Regions from separate parts of the Mus musculus genome. Here region 2 is linked to region 1. A link is a contact called in public HiChIP or PLAC-seq data. All regions are on one chromosome and are shown on one strand. The core of a region is the stretch at or near the end of the contact, and the rest is flanking DNA. Distances in the headings are between cores, read along the strand shown. Region 1 has its middle 15 kb from the start of Cdc42. Region 2 overlaps Usp48 (ubiquitin specific peptidase 48).

What was found. HiChIP or PLAC-seq counts read pairs in DNA pulled down with a chosen protein or histone mark.
Region 2: a contact with region 1 is called in an H3K4me3 HiChIP or PLAC-seq map of bone marrow-derived macrophages, with 3 times the contacts expected there. The contact joins two enhancer-like sites. A contact is called at or near these places in 1 of 484 Hi-C or Micro-C datasets (natural killer cells), 4 of 115 datasets of contacts at active chromatin or transcription factors (bone marrow-derived macrophages, embryonic stem cells, memory CD8 T cells and 1 more) and 1 of 9 other capture datasets (pancreatic islet).

What each region holds. Positions count from the first base shown.
Region 1 is chr4:137,369,323-137,375,522 of GRCm38.p6, reverse strand. No RefSeq gene overlaps it. Among named protein-coding and RNA genes, the nearest start is that of Cdc42, 15 kb to the right of the region's middle. Within about 2 kb of position 1,597, at least 81 of the 459 cell types and tissues checked have an H3K27ac peak or open chromatin away from gene starts, as enhancers often do. A contact at or near this core is called in bone marrow-derived macrophages, where this site is marked.
Region 2 is chr4:137,605,547-137,611,662 of GRCm38.p6, reverse strand. Usp48 (ubiquitin specific peptidase 48) reads right to left here. Exons shown (of 27, transcript NM_001355588.1): 3 at 5,755-5,911; 4 at 4,847-4,974; 5 at 3,481-3,605; 6 at 2,557-2,665; 7 at 840-973. Among named protein-coding and RNA genes, the nearest start is that of Usp48, 14 kb to the right of the region's middle. Within about 2 kb of position 1,907, at least 89 of the 459 cell types and tissues checked have an H3K27ac peak or open chromatin away from gene starts, as enhancers often do. A contact at or near this core is called in bone marrow-derived macrophages, where this site is marked.

The sequences.
Region 1 (6,200 bases), core at 348-2,847:
GAAGGTTGCGATAAACATTCCCCAGGCTGTGACTGTGTGGCTGGGCTGCTTTCTTAGCTAAGGAAACTTGGGACTGAATGCTGAGAGTCCCTTTGTCCTCTTGTTGGGACAGTGAGCCCGCTGCTTGTCCTGGGTGTTTGCTGCTTGTTTCTCCAGCTGACTCCTGTTAACTTGGAGCTCATGATTTTCTGTTTTTGGTATGAACGGAACCTTCTGTAACCATTAGTAGCTCATTTCCAGTGCCCTGGAAATATTAAGACCTTACTCCCACCTCACCCTGGAAATATTAAGACCTTACTCCCACCTCACCCTGTGTGTGTGTGTGTGTCTGTGTGTCTGTGTGTCTGTGTGTGTGTGTGTGTGTCTGTGTGTGTGTGTGTGTCTGTGTGTGTGTCTGTGTGTGTGTGTGTCTGTGTGTGTGTGTCTGTGTGTGTGTGTGTCTGTGTGTGTGTCTGTGTGTGTATGTGTGTGTCTGTGTGTGTGTGTGTCTGTGTGTGTCTGTGTGTGTGTGTCTGTGTGTGTGTGTGTCTGTGTGTGTCTGTGTGTGTGTGTGTGTCTGTGTGTGTGTATGTGTCTGTGTGTGTGTGTGTCTGTGTGTGTGTATGTGTCTGTGTGTGTGTGTCTGTGTGTGTGTATGTGTGTGTGTGTGTCTGTGTCTGTGTGTGTCTGTGTGTGTCTGTGTGTCTGTGTGTGTGCGTCTGTGTGTGTGTGTGTCTGTGTGTGTGTGTGTCTGTGTGTGTGTGTCTGTGTGTGTGTGTCTGTGTGTCTATGTGTGTGTCTGTGTCTGTGTGTGTGTGTCTGTGTGTGTGTGTGTGTCTGTGTGTGTGTGTGTCTGTGTGTGTGTGTGTGTGTGTGTGTGTCTGTGTGTGTGTGTCTGTGTGTGTGTCTGTGTGTGTGTGTGTCTGTGTGTGTGTGTCTGTGTGTCTGTGTGTGTGTGTGTGTCTGTGTGTGTGTGTGTATGTGTGTGTCTGTGTGTGTGTGTGTGTGTGTGTTTGAAAAGGTCTCATTATGCAACCCTACCTGTTCTAGAATACCTAATGTAAAGTAGGCTAACCTCAAACTTGCAGGAATCCTCCTGCCTCGGCCTCCCAAGTAAAGTTTGGCCCTTTACAAACAGTATCATAATGGATACTGGTGGCTCATACACAGGAAATCCCAATTCTATAGAGGCAGAGACAGGCAACTTCAAGGTCAAGTAGGGCTAACTGAAAACCCCTGACTCAAGCAAAACAAAACAGAAACTGTCCCGTGGCAACAGATCAGTTTAGTTCTTAGGAATCTTGCCTTTGAGGAAAGAGGGTGAACACTCAGGAAACAGGAGCCCTGGCTTCCCTGGTGGCTGAGCTCTAACTGCCCAACAGGATCAGTCCCGGCCTTAGATTTTAAAACTAGGAGCAGTTAAGTTTCTCTGAGTGAGAAGGGCAGAAAGCAGGGTCACCAGAGGTGAGCCAGCCTAGGTAGCGCCATGTCACATTTGCTCTTGTTACATTTCCAATCCCTTTGTTCTGCTTGTCTTCCTGTGCGGGACTTGCTCTGAAGCCTGCTTGCCTGTCCTGCCCTGCCCTGCCCTGCCCTGCCCACAATGCAGATCAGCCTTGTCTTCCTGTCTTCTGTCTGGTCAGCAGCCGACACAGCCGTGGCTGTGGCCGGCAGAGTGGACAGTAGCTACTTCCTCACTCTAGAGAAACCTTTCTGCCCTGGTGGCCACCATGACTTTTGGGCCTGAAGATCTGCTGCAAGCCTGGCTTCACTTGAGGCTGGCTTTCTGCTTGGGCGTGGAGTAGCACTCATCTTGCTGATGTCTGTGCAAGACTCCTGTGTTTCTGGGACTTGTCTAGGCGCTAGAATATAGACACATGGTGACTTGGTTTCTGTTCCTGTGGCTACAATCAAAGTCTCTGATGTAAGCAACTTAGGAGGGCCTGCGAGATAGCTCATCGGTACCAAGCCCGATGGCCTGGACTCTCGGGATGGAAAGAGAGAGGTGAGCAACATGGTACAAATGCACACTCATATGAATAAGTTAATAAATGTAATAAAAACCTTAATGGCAACTTAAGAGAAAAGATTTGTTCTAGCTTTCTATTCAGAGTACAGCCCATTATGGTGGGGAAGTCAAGGTTGAAGCAGCTGGTCCCGTCAAAACCGCCACCAGGAAACCCAGCAGGATAAATGCACACTGCCGCTCAGCTCGCTCTCTCTTACACAGTCCAGGATCCCCCTACACAGACAGCATCCGGCCCACAGTTAAGGTGAATCTTCCCACACTAATTAACCTGATCAAGATAATCCCCTACAGAAATCCCTTGATCTAGATGCGCCCTCCCTCATCGCTATGCCAAGAATTCCAGATTCTGTCAAGTATACAATGAAACACCACCACATAAAATAACGCCCCGTTTTAAGGGAATAAGTAGTCTTTGAGGAGAGATATTGTGTGAAAATTTCCTCTTCCTCCTCCTTTACTAAGACTTAAATTAAAAAAAAAAAGATTTATTTATTTATTATATGTGAGACACTCCAGAAGAGGGGGTCAGATCTCCTTATGGATGGTTGTGAGCCACCATGTGGTTGCTGGGATTTGAACTCCGGACCTTCGGAAGAGCATTCGGGTGCTCTTACCCGCTGAGCCATCTCTCCAGCCCTTGTCTTAAATTTTGAGGCAGTTTCATGGAGCCCAGTCTAGCCTAGAAATCACCATGCAGCCAAGGATGACCTTACACCGCTGATCCTCCCAAGTGCTAGGATTTCAGGGGTGGGCCATCACCCCAACAGGTTTCTTGTTTTTAAACAAATCTTTTTAAAAAGGGGGTGGGGAGGGCATAGCCAAGTTGGGAAGTGACATAGCGATATCCTAGTGGATCTCCAGTGGATCACAGGATCACGTCCACTTCTTGGGCAAAGGCATGGGAGCGCAGGGGCTTCACACTTGGAACAGTGCCTTTGCTAGCTCCAGATTAACCTTCCGGTTGGTTGGTTAAGTCAAGGTCTCATTTTACAGCCCAGGTCAGCCTGGAACTTGGTACAGAGGCAAGAGTGACCTTGAATTTCTGAATTTTCTTATCTCTGCCTCTGGAGTGCGGGAATTACAGGCACGCCTTGCCTCACCACACTGCATTTACACAGTGCTAGATATCGAAACCAGGAGTTCGTGTTGTTGAGCAAGCGCTCACAGCCGAGTTACGGCCCCGGCCTTCAGAGATTTTTATGGTCAGGCCACTGCCGTTCCTTTTCTTTCCTTTACGGAAATTTGGGGGAGGGCATTGTGGACAGAGTCTTACTCCGAAGCACAGGCTGGCTTGAACTCATCTTCCTGCCTCTGCCTCCCTAGTGTTATGATTACGATGGACCTTGGGGACCTAGGAGGCGCAGACAGCAGCGGGATGAGTTCCTCCCACTCCCAAGCAGAAAGCCAGCTTGAAGGAAGCCAAGCTTGCAGGGGATCTTCAGGTCCAAAAGTCATGGCAGCCAGCGGGGCAGAAAGGCTTCTCTAGAGTGGGTTGTGCTGGGGAATATGTTTCCAACCCCAGCACTGTTGGCATTTTGGAAAAGGTTTGATTGGTATGGGGGTTTGTCCTGTGCTTGGGAGCGTGTACAGTGCATCCTTCACCCATACCCATCACATGCTAATAACATCCTTCCACACATAACAACCTATCATGTCTCCAGTGTTGTCAACTTTGGGCTGGGGATATGACTCATATAAAGTCACCCCTGGATGGGGCTAAGAGGGTGACTCAGCTGTGAAGTCCTTGTCAGGCAATCATGAGAATTGGAGCTTAGATTCCACAGCCCATGTAAATGCCAGGTGGGCATGGGAGCCTGCTTGTAATTCCAGTCTCATAAGGCAGAGACCACAGGCAGCAGAGACAAGCCTTATTGGTGAGCTCTGGGTTTGAGGGAGAGACCCTACCTGGATCAATAAGATGGGAGAGCCCTGGATGGTGATTCCTGACATCAACCCTCCCAAGACAACATGCACACATACACATGTGTATGTGCATCCACCCACATGCAAAAACATGCATCTATGAACACCTGAACACCACACAAACACTCATGAAAAGAAAAATACTGGTTAAGAACTTCTGGCTTAGTGGAGAGAAAATTCAAAATGGACACTGGAGGGGATGATGGAGGATAGCTAGATCTCAGATTTGGTGTATGTGCGCGTGTGTGCGTGTGCGTGTGCGTGTGCGTGTGTGTGTGTGTGTGTGTGTGTGTGTGTGTGTGTGTGTGTGTGTTATTAGGGACTGAAGTTAGGGCTCCTGAATTCTAGGTAAGACTTCTTCTGATGCTGAGCCATACCCCAACCCAAAGTTCATTTTTGTTTTGTTTTGTTTTGTTTTGTTTTGTTTTCAAGACAGGGTTTCTCTGTATAGCCCTGGCTGTCCTGGAACTCACTTTATAGACCAGGCTGGCCTCAAACTCAGAAATCTGCCTGCCTCTGCCTCCCGAGTGCTGGAATTAAAGGTGTGCGCCACCATGCCCGGCGATTTCATTTTTAATTTGTTGGTGGTGGTGTTTTTTGTTTTTTTCTGAGACAGGGACCACTATGTAGACCAGGCTAGCTCTGAACTCAGAGATCTGCCTCCTTTTCCTAGAGAGTGCTGGGATTAGAGGTGTGTGCCACAGAACCAAAGCAGAGCTTGCTTTTTTAAAAAGAGGAAATAGATTTGAGTCAAGCGTGGTGGTAATGCATACATATATAATCTCAGGATTTGGGAGGCCCAGGCAGGAGAATCGTTTAATTGGGGCCTTGCTTACAGCTTTAGAGAGTTAGGCAGGTGGACAGGCATGGTGGAAGAGAAGTAAGGGAGAGCTACATTCCTGATCCACAGGCATTAGGCAGAGAAAGAAACCTACAGCCACCCCCAGTGACACACTTCCTCCAACAACTTGCTGGGGGGTGCTTTCCTGCGCATAGGTGGATACCAGGTCCCCGCTGCCTGCCTGGGAGGAGTCCGGCTCCAGAGGTCGCAGGGGAGGGGCCTTAAGGAAGTCCACCGTGATGGGGCTGGGACTGTGATCGCGGATGGCCTTCCCGGAAGTGTCACGTGTAATCGGTTTCCATGGGCAGCTCAGCACAAGGCGCTGGACAATGGTCTTACTTCAGCTCACATTCTCTTTCTGCCCTCTGCCATGCACGTAGTGGACTTTCTCCCCGCCCCCCCCCCTTTCCCCGCTCCCGCCGCCGCCCCTTTATCTCCCACGGACTCTGCGGCCCGGCCCGACTCCTTGTTCATCTATTCATTCTCTCGCTCTCTTTTTTTAATAGCTGGAATTTCACTAGGATGCTCGTACTAGCCTCTAACTCCCAAGCTCGAGATCCAGCGCCAGCTTTTCCTGCCCCCGCCTTCTAAGAAGTCGGGACTATGGCTTGTGTTACTATGCTAAGATTTCTTTCTTGGCATGTGCTCCTCATGCATTATGCTTCTGTAAAGAATCTCTTTCCTTGCTTTCCACGCTATTTGAGGCAGAACATCTTATTGACTTTCTGCTGCGTATGACAGGGTAGTGGGCACAAGGACTTCCAGAGATTTCCCTGTCTCCTGATCCCCCCTGGCCATAAAATGATGGGATTACAAAGAGGCATTGCTGCGACTGTCTTTACCTGGGTGCCAGGGGTCCAAACTCAGGTCCTCATGCTTGCTTGAAAGCACTTTACCCACCGACCCATCTTCCCATCTCACTTTTTAGCTTTAATTTTTTGTTTGTTTGTTTGTTTGTTTTTTGAGACAGGGTTTCTCTGTGTAGCCCTGGCTGTCCTGGAACTCACTTTGTAGACCAGGCTGGCATCGAACTCAGAAATCTGCCTGCCTCTGCCTCCCAAGTGCTGGGATTAAAGGCATGAGCCACCACGCCCAGCTCTTAGCTTTAATTTTTATTTATGATTAGTATGTGAGCACATGTGCAGAGGTCAGAAGACAACTTGGTGGAGTTGGCTCTTTCCTGTCACCTCTACAGAGGTCCTAGGGATTGAATTTAGGTTGCACGTTTGTACAGCTAACACCCCCACTTTTTTTTTTTAGAGGAGGGTGGTTATTTAAGACATGGCTTCTCTGTGTAACAGAGCCCTGGCTGTCCTGGACTCTCTTTGTAGATCAGGCTGGCCACAGACTCGCAGAGTCCTCTTGCTTCTGCATCCTAAGTACTGAGTACTGGGATCAAAGGCATGTGCTGGTGGCAAGCACCTTTTC
Region 2 (6,116 bases), core at 658-3,157, 240 kb before region 1:
CATGCTGCCAGATCCTTGACAGGCTCCACAGCAGCCTGATTCCAACCAGAAGTCTATTAGCACACACAGGCAAAGGCTGAGCCCCTCTGCAAAGTTCTGACACCTAATGATTCATTGCCAAAGCATAGACTGCGTGCCCAAGTGCAGAGCCACCTCAGTTACACGATGAAAGATGCACTCCCATGAAGAGCTACCTCAGTTATATGATGAAAGATGCACTCCCATGAAGAGGAGAATTTTATCTGTACACAATCATCCAGAAATATCAAGGCAATTCAGGTCCTTATGGTTTTTCATTACAAAGCTAAAAATTAACAGTGCTTACAAACACATATTCTCTGTACATCTATCTCCAGCTCCTATCTGGATACAACTGGCCTCTAAAGAATTTACTGTACCACTTCAAACGGGATGCATCATTTGAAGACTTAGGGTTTCTGGATGAACTCTGGTATTGCTATTCGTATCATATTCTGTAAACTCTTCCTCCCTCACCTGGCAATTGGTTTAATAAAAAGCTAACAGCCAAAAGCTGGACAGGAAAGGGAAGGCAAGACCTTTCCAGGCTGAGAGAGGGTCTCTGGGAGAATAGTGAGAAGGTTCACCAGTGGGACATGGAAGAGGTTGGCTGTGTGACGTGATGTGCACTATGTGGTCAGGCACGCTGGATGAGCCGAGACCTAAGGTACAGTATAGTAGTAAGTCTCTGTGTCATTATTCATCTGCTGGTGGGCCCAACAAAGGCCAGCAACTCGCCATCATGAAATATACTTGGAAGAACCAAGGCTCCATGTGAGCCGTCCTACCGTGGTCTTTGCCCACTGCCTGCACAGACTCACCTGTCAAACACGAAACGCATCAGCTGCAAGTTCAGAGTGCAAGGGAGGCTCAGAAGCCGGATTTTCCGTGTAGCATTCTGTTTGCTCTGACAGTTTTCACAGAAGTATCGATTGTCTCCTTCTAATCGTTCTTCCTGGTTAGGGATTAGGAAGTAAAGCACAGCTCTGTGAGCTAGCAGCTTCCATCCAACGGGGAACGCCACCACCCTCCTCCTCCTCCCACCCACCCTCTGCAGCTTCCATCCAACGGGGAACGCCGCCATCATCCTCCTCCCCCTCCCCCCCACACCCGCCCTCTGCAGCTTCCCCAGCCAGCTGTTGCTTCTCCCTAATTATGTCAGAGGTCAGGACAAGAAAAGTAGCTCGAGTCCTTCCCTCCTTCCTCATTTCTCCCACTTCAAGTAAGACAGATTTAACACCAACGTGTGTGTGCGTGTGTGCGTGCGCGCGCGCTGCTGACATTCAACATGCTAAGCAAACTCTGCTACGGAGCTACAGGTCAAACCAAACTCTTTATGCAACATAAACAGTCTCTCCCTAAAGTAGCTGAAGCTGGCTTTGAACTCCTGACTCTCCTGTCCACCTCAGGTCTGTCCTCACCTCACGGTTCTTCTCAACCTTACCCTTCTCAGTCTCCTTCCATCTTAGCAAAGACATTCTTCCAACTCATCAGGCCACAAAACCTAAAAGCCCTTGACTCTACCCTGAAATTAGTAAAGCCAGGCAGCCAGCCAGCCCTCCTCAACCCTTCAGTTAAGCCCCAGTCCTGGCAGCCCCACCCTTCAGCAACGTGCAGTCATCCTTTGAGAACATGCCACCCGCCCGTGACCACAACTATGATGGCCCAAGTCTCACTTGATGGACAAGTCAGACTTCTAACCGGGCCTCTCAACTACAACTACTGTTTTCTGTCACTCGTCATGTGCTCAAGCACTATCACACACACACACACACACACACACACACACACACACACACAGAGCTTCCTGTCCTCAAACCACAGGTCCCACCTCCGCCTGGCCTTCTGTGACTCGGATGCTCAGAAACACCCTTCTCCTGCTTTCCTGTGAAGCACAGAGGCCTGCAGCCAGCCCTGCCCTGCCCTGCATTATTCTTCTCTACAGCACCTGGATGACCACACCACAGTCTATTTTGTGCATTTAGTGAGCCACTGGTAGCCATGGCATTGCACTGCAACCTGTGCTGCTCTGGCCAATACCGTCAGCGCAACTGCCACCGTGCTTAATACAACACTAAGAATACAACACTAAGTGAACACTCAGGACGTCTTTAGATGGATAAACTCAATGTGATTAATGGCTTCCGACTGCTAATGTGTACAAGAGAGAATGCAAACTCAACACTGTTTAAAAGACAGGAAGTTGTGTGCTCCAAGCTCGTCTATCACACTCGTCAGAGCAACTCCACTGATGGGAGCTCTCAGAATATAGAAAAAGCAGAAACATGGAGGGAGGGGCATGTGCTGCCTATAACCAAGCACACACACCTTTACACACAAACTAGCACACAGTGCTCTAAACTTAAGTTAAGGTGCAGACTACTTGGTACTTTATAGCTCCTTTTGGACCTTTACAAAAACAGATATTGCTTATTTGACAAACTCTCTAATAACGGATGTGCCCATGAATCAAAATGCCACCCAAAATGGAACAGAGCCATCAGCGAGCAGAAACCATGCATGCCGACATGTAAGTACCTTCAGGAACTCTGAGATGCAGTCTGTTAACTGCTTGTGGCCTTGGATGTTTAACTCCAGTTCATAGAACTTCGATACAAGCTTAGACTCTCGGCCACACTGATTGCACCTACAATGAACCAATGAACACTGAGATGAGAGTGAGAAGAGCAGCTTATGTCTCTGCAGCACACACCCTACACCCGCAGTTCTCTACCTAGGCGCTCACATGCTAAACAGCCTGCATGGCAGATATTTACATTACGATTCATGACAGCAGCAAAGTCACAATCACAAAGCAGCAATGACATAATTTTATGGTTGGGGTCACCAGGACATAAGGAGCTGCATAGAAGAGTCGAAACATTAGGATGGTTGAGAACCACTACTCGAGCCAGGCATTGGTGGCCCACGCCTTTAATCCCAGCACTTGGGAGACAGAGGCAGGTGGATTTCTGAGTTCGAGGCCAGCCTGGTTTACAGAGTGAGTTCCAGGACAGCCAGGGCTACACAGAGAAACCCTATCTTGAAAAAACCAAGAAAAAAAAGAGAACCACTGCTCTAGACAGAGGAGAGGGAGTGCTTATAATGTTCATTATTCTGTTAGAGAAATTGTAGCACATAAATTACCTGCAAAATAAAAATAGAACCAGACTAGGGATCAGTCTCTCTTGGACTAGAGCCTCCCCGAGCAATGTCCAGCATGCTTTAGTCTGCCAGGCAGTTCCAACCTCACATCTCAGCCCACACTACACAGCCTCACAGTCTTCAGCCAGTTTCCAATACCCGCAGCACTCAACTGCAATAGGCCAGGTAGCTGCTTCAACATGTTCCCATGGAAATATACTGCTATAAATACCTCGGGTGCAGTGATAACCCACCACTGTGATAACCTGAGACTGAGATGAAGGGTAATTAATGGCAGGAGAGCTGCAGTAGACTCACACAGTCACATAGGCATATTCTCCACAGAACTGCTGCTGCACAACATTCCGAACATCCGGGTTCTTCTGTTTAGACAAAGTGTCTTCCAACAGCGACATAAAGAGCTTGGAAAACTCTTGTGCATCCTACAGTTTAAATTAATGAAAAGAAAAAACAGTTGTATCTTGCTTCCCAGCTCACAAATCAGTTTTAAGAAATAGTTTACAAGCCGGGCGTGGTGGCGCATGCCTTTAATCCCAGGCAGAGGCAGGCAGATTTCTGAGTTCGAGGCCAGCCTGGTCTACAAAGCGAGCTCCAGGACAGCCAGGGCTAGACAGAGAAACCCTGTCTCGAAAAACCAAAAAAAAAAAAAAAAAAAAGAAAAAAAAAAAAGAAAAAAAAGAAAAGAAATAGTTTACAGGCCGGGCAGCAGTGGCACATGCCTTTGAATCCCAGCATTCGGGATGCAGAGGCAGGCGGATTTCTGAGTTAGAGGCCAACCTGATCTACAGAGTGAGTTCCAGGACAGCCAGGGCTACACAGAGAAACCCTGTCTCCAAAAGCAAACAAACAAACAAAAAACAAAACAAAACAAACAAACAAACAAAAAGAAATAGTTTACAGAGCTGCAGATGGCTCCATGGTTAAGAGCACTGACTGCTCTTCCAGAGGTCCTGAGTTCAATTCCCAGCAACCACATGGTGGCTCACAACCATCTGTAATGGGGTCTGATACCCTCTTCTGGGTCTGAAGAGAGCAATGGTGTACTCATATACACACATACATAAATAAATTTTTTGAAAAGGAAAGAAGAGAGGGGGTAAAGAGTACAGTCTAGCTGGAGAGATGGCTCAGCAGCCAGGCTCGTGCTACCCTTCTGCAGGGCAACCACACACACACACACACACACACACACACACACACACACACACACACACACACTGCTGCCCATTCCCAGCACCCACATAAGGAGCTCACAGCCACCTGTCTCTCCAGTTCCAAAGGACCCAACACCCTCCTCTGGCCTCCATGACCACCTAAGAACACATGACATGCACACTATACATTAAAACAAAAGTAGCAAGCATAATAAGGTACACACTGGTCAGCAAATAAAGGCACTAAAATCCAAAGTAGAATTTCCTTTACAAAGATTATCAGCGTGTTCTGATACTAAGTATACCAGGCTGGCCTCAAACTCAGAGATCTTCCTGCCTCTGCCTCCCAAGTACTGGGATCAAAGGTGTCTGCCACCACACCAGGTCAAACTTTACACTTCGACAAGCACGCTGCTTCATCTTCCCTAGAAGGGCTCTAAGGAGCCCATGAGCACCTGAGAAGATGAGGAGTGGGGGTGGGGCGACCCCAGGCCTGAGGCTGTTCTCACCTGCTGCTGCCCAGTATCTAAGCCCAAGGCTTTAACAAATCCTGAAGGATCGATGTATCGTCTGTTACTGTTTTGCAACAAAGCAAACAAGTACTGAAGATGCTCACAAATTGTCTGAGGCTCATAATCTATTAAAAGAAAAAAGCATGTTGCATTTAAAAACAAAACACAAAAACAAACTACCTACTTCCAGCCAAGCATGGTGGTACATGCCCATAATGAACTTTGTGGTTGTTGGGAATTGAACTCAGGACCTCTGGTAGAGCAGTTAGTGCTCTTAACTTCTGAGCCATCTCTCCAGCCCCAAAATGCTGTATTTTTATTTTACATGTGTGAGTGTTTTGGCTTCAAATATGTTTGTGTTCCGTGTGTGTGCTTGGTACTGGTAAAGCGCACTGGACTCCCTGGAAGAGGAGTCACCAATACTGGAAACCTGGACCCGGGTCCATTACAAGAATAGCAAGTGCTCTGAACAGCTGAGCCATCTCTCCAACCAAAGAACAAATTGTTAAAAGTTTTTTTGGTGCCGGGCGTGGTGGCGCACGCCTTTAATCCCAGCACTCGGGAGGCAGAGGCAGGCGGATTTCTGAGTTCGAGGCCAGCCTGGTCTACAGAGTGAGTTCCAGGACAGCCAGGGCTACACAGAGAAACCCTGTCTCGAAAAACCAAAAAAAGAAAAAAAAAAAAAGTTTTTTTGGGGGAGGACAGGCAATGGCCTTTCACTAGAGAAGAATAATTTTTAAAAAAGCTTCACTTATTGGTTGATGTATTTTGGAATCCCAGTATGTTTCCAGCATTGCCCTTGGCATGAACCAACACTCCTATTTCCTGCTTTGTAGCAGGCTCATAAGAGAACTGGCTGGCAACCCCCTCAGGAGGAAGCCCCTGTGCCCCGTTCCCTCACATACCTTTTCCCCCATGGATCCCATCTCCCTTCGTGTAATCACTGCAGGTGCTGGGGCATAAGTACAGCGCCTGCCGAAGCTCCAAGTTGAGGAACCACACCTGGAGAAAGGTGTTGACGTAGCAGGTGGCTCCCAGGTTAGTCAAGCCCACAAAGGAATTCTACAGAAACAAGAGTTACAGTAGCAAGGTTAGCCTGCACAAAACTAAAGATTTATAAAGAGCATTATTTTTAATACAGACTGAAGACTTAAGCCTGCCCTCATCAGCTTGGCATGAGCACCCGACCCCCTCTTAGCTGCAGGGTGGCAGAACTTTCATAGAGGCCTTCTGTTTGACCACCACTGTAGCTGCCCAAAGTAGAACA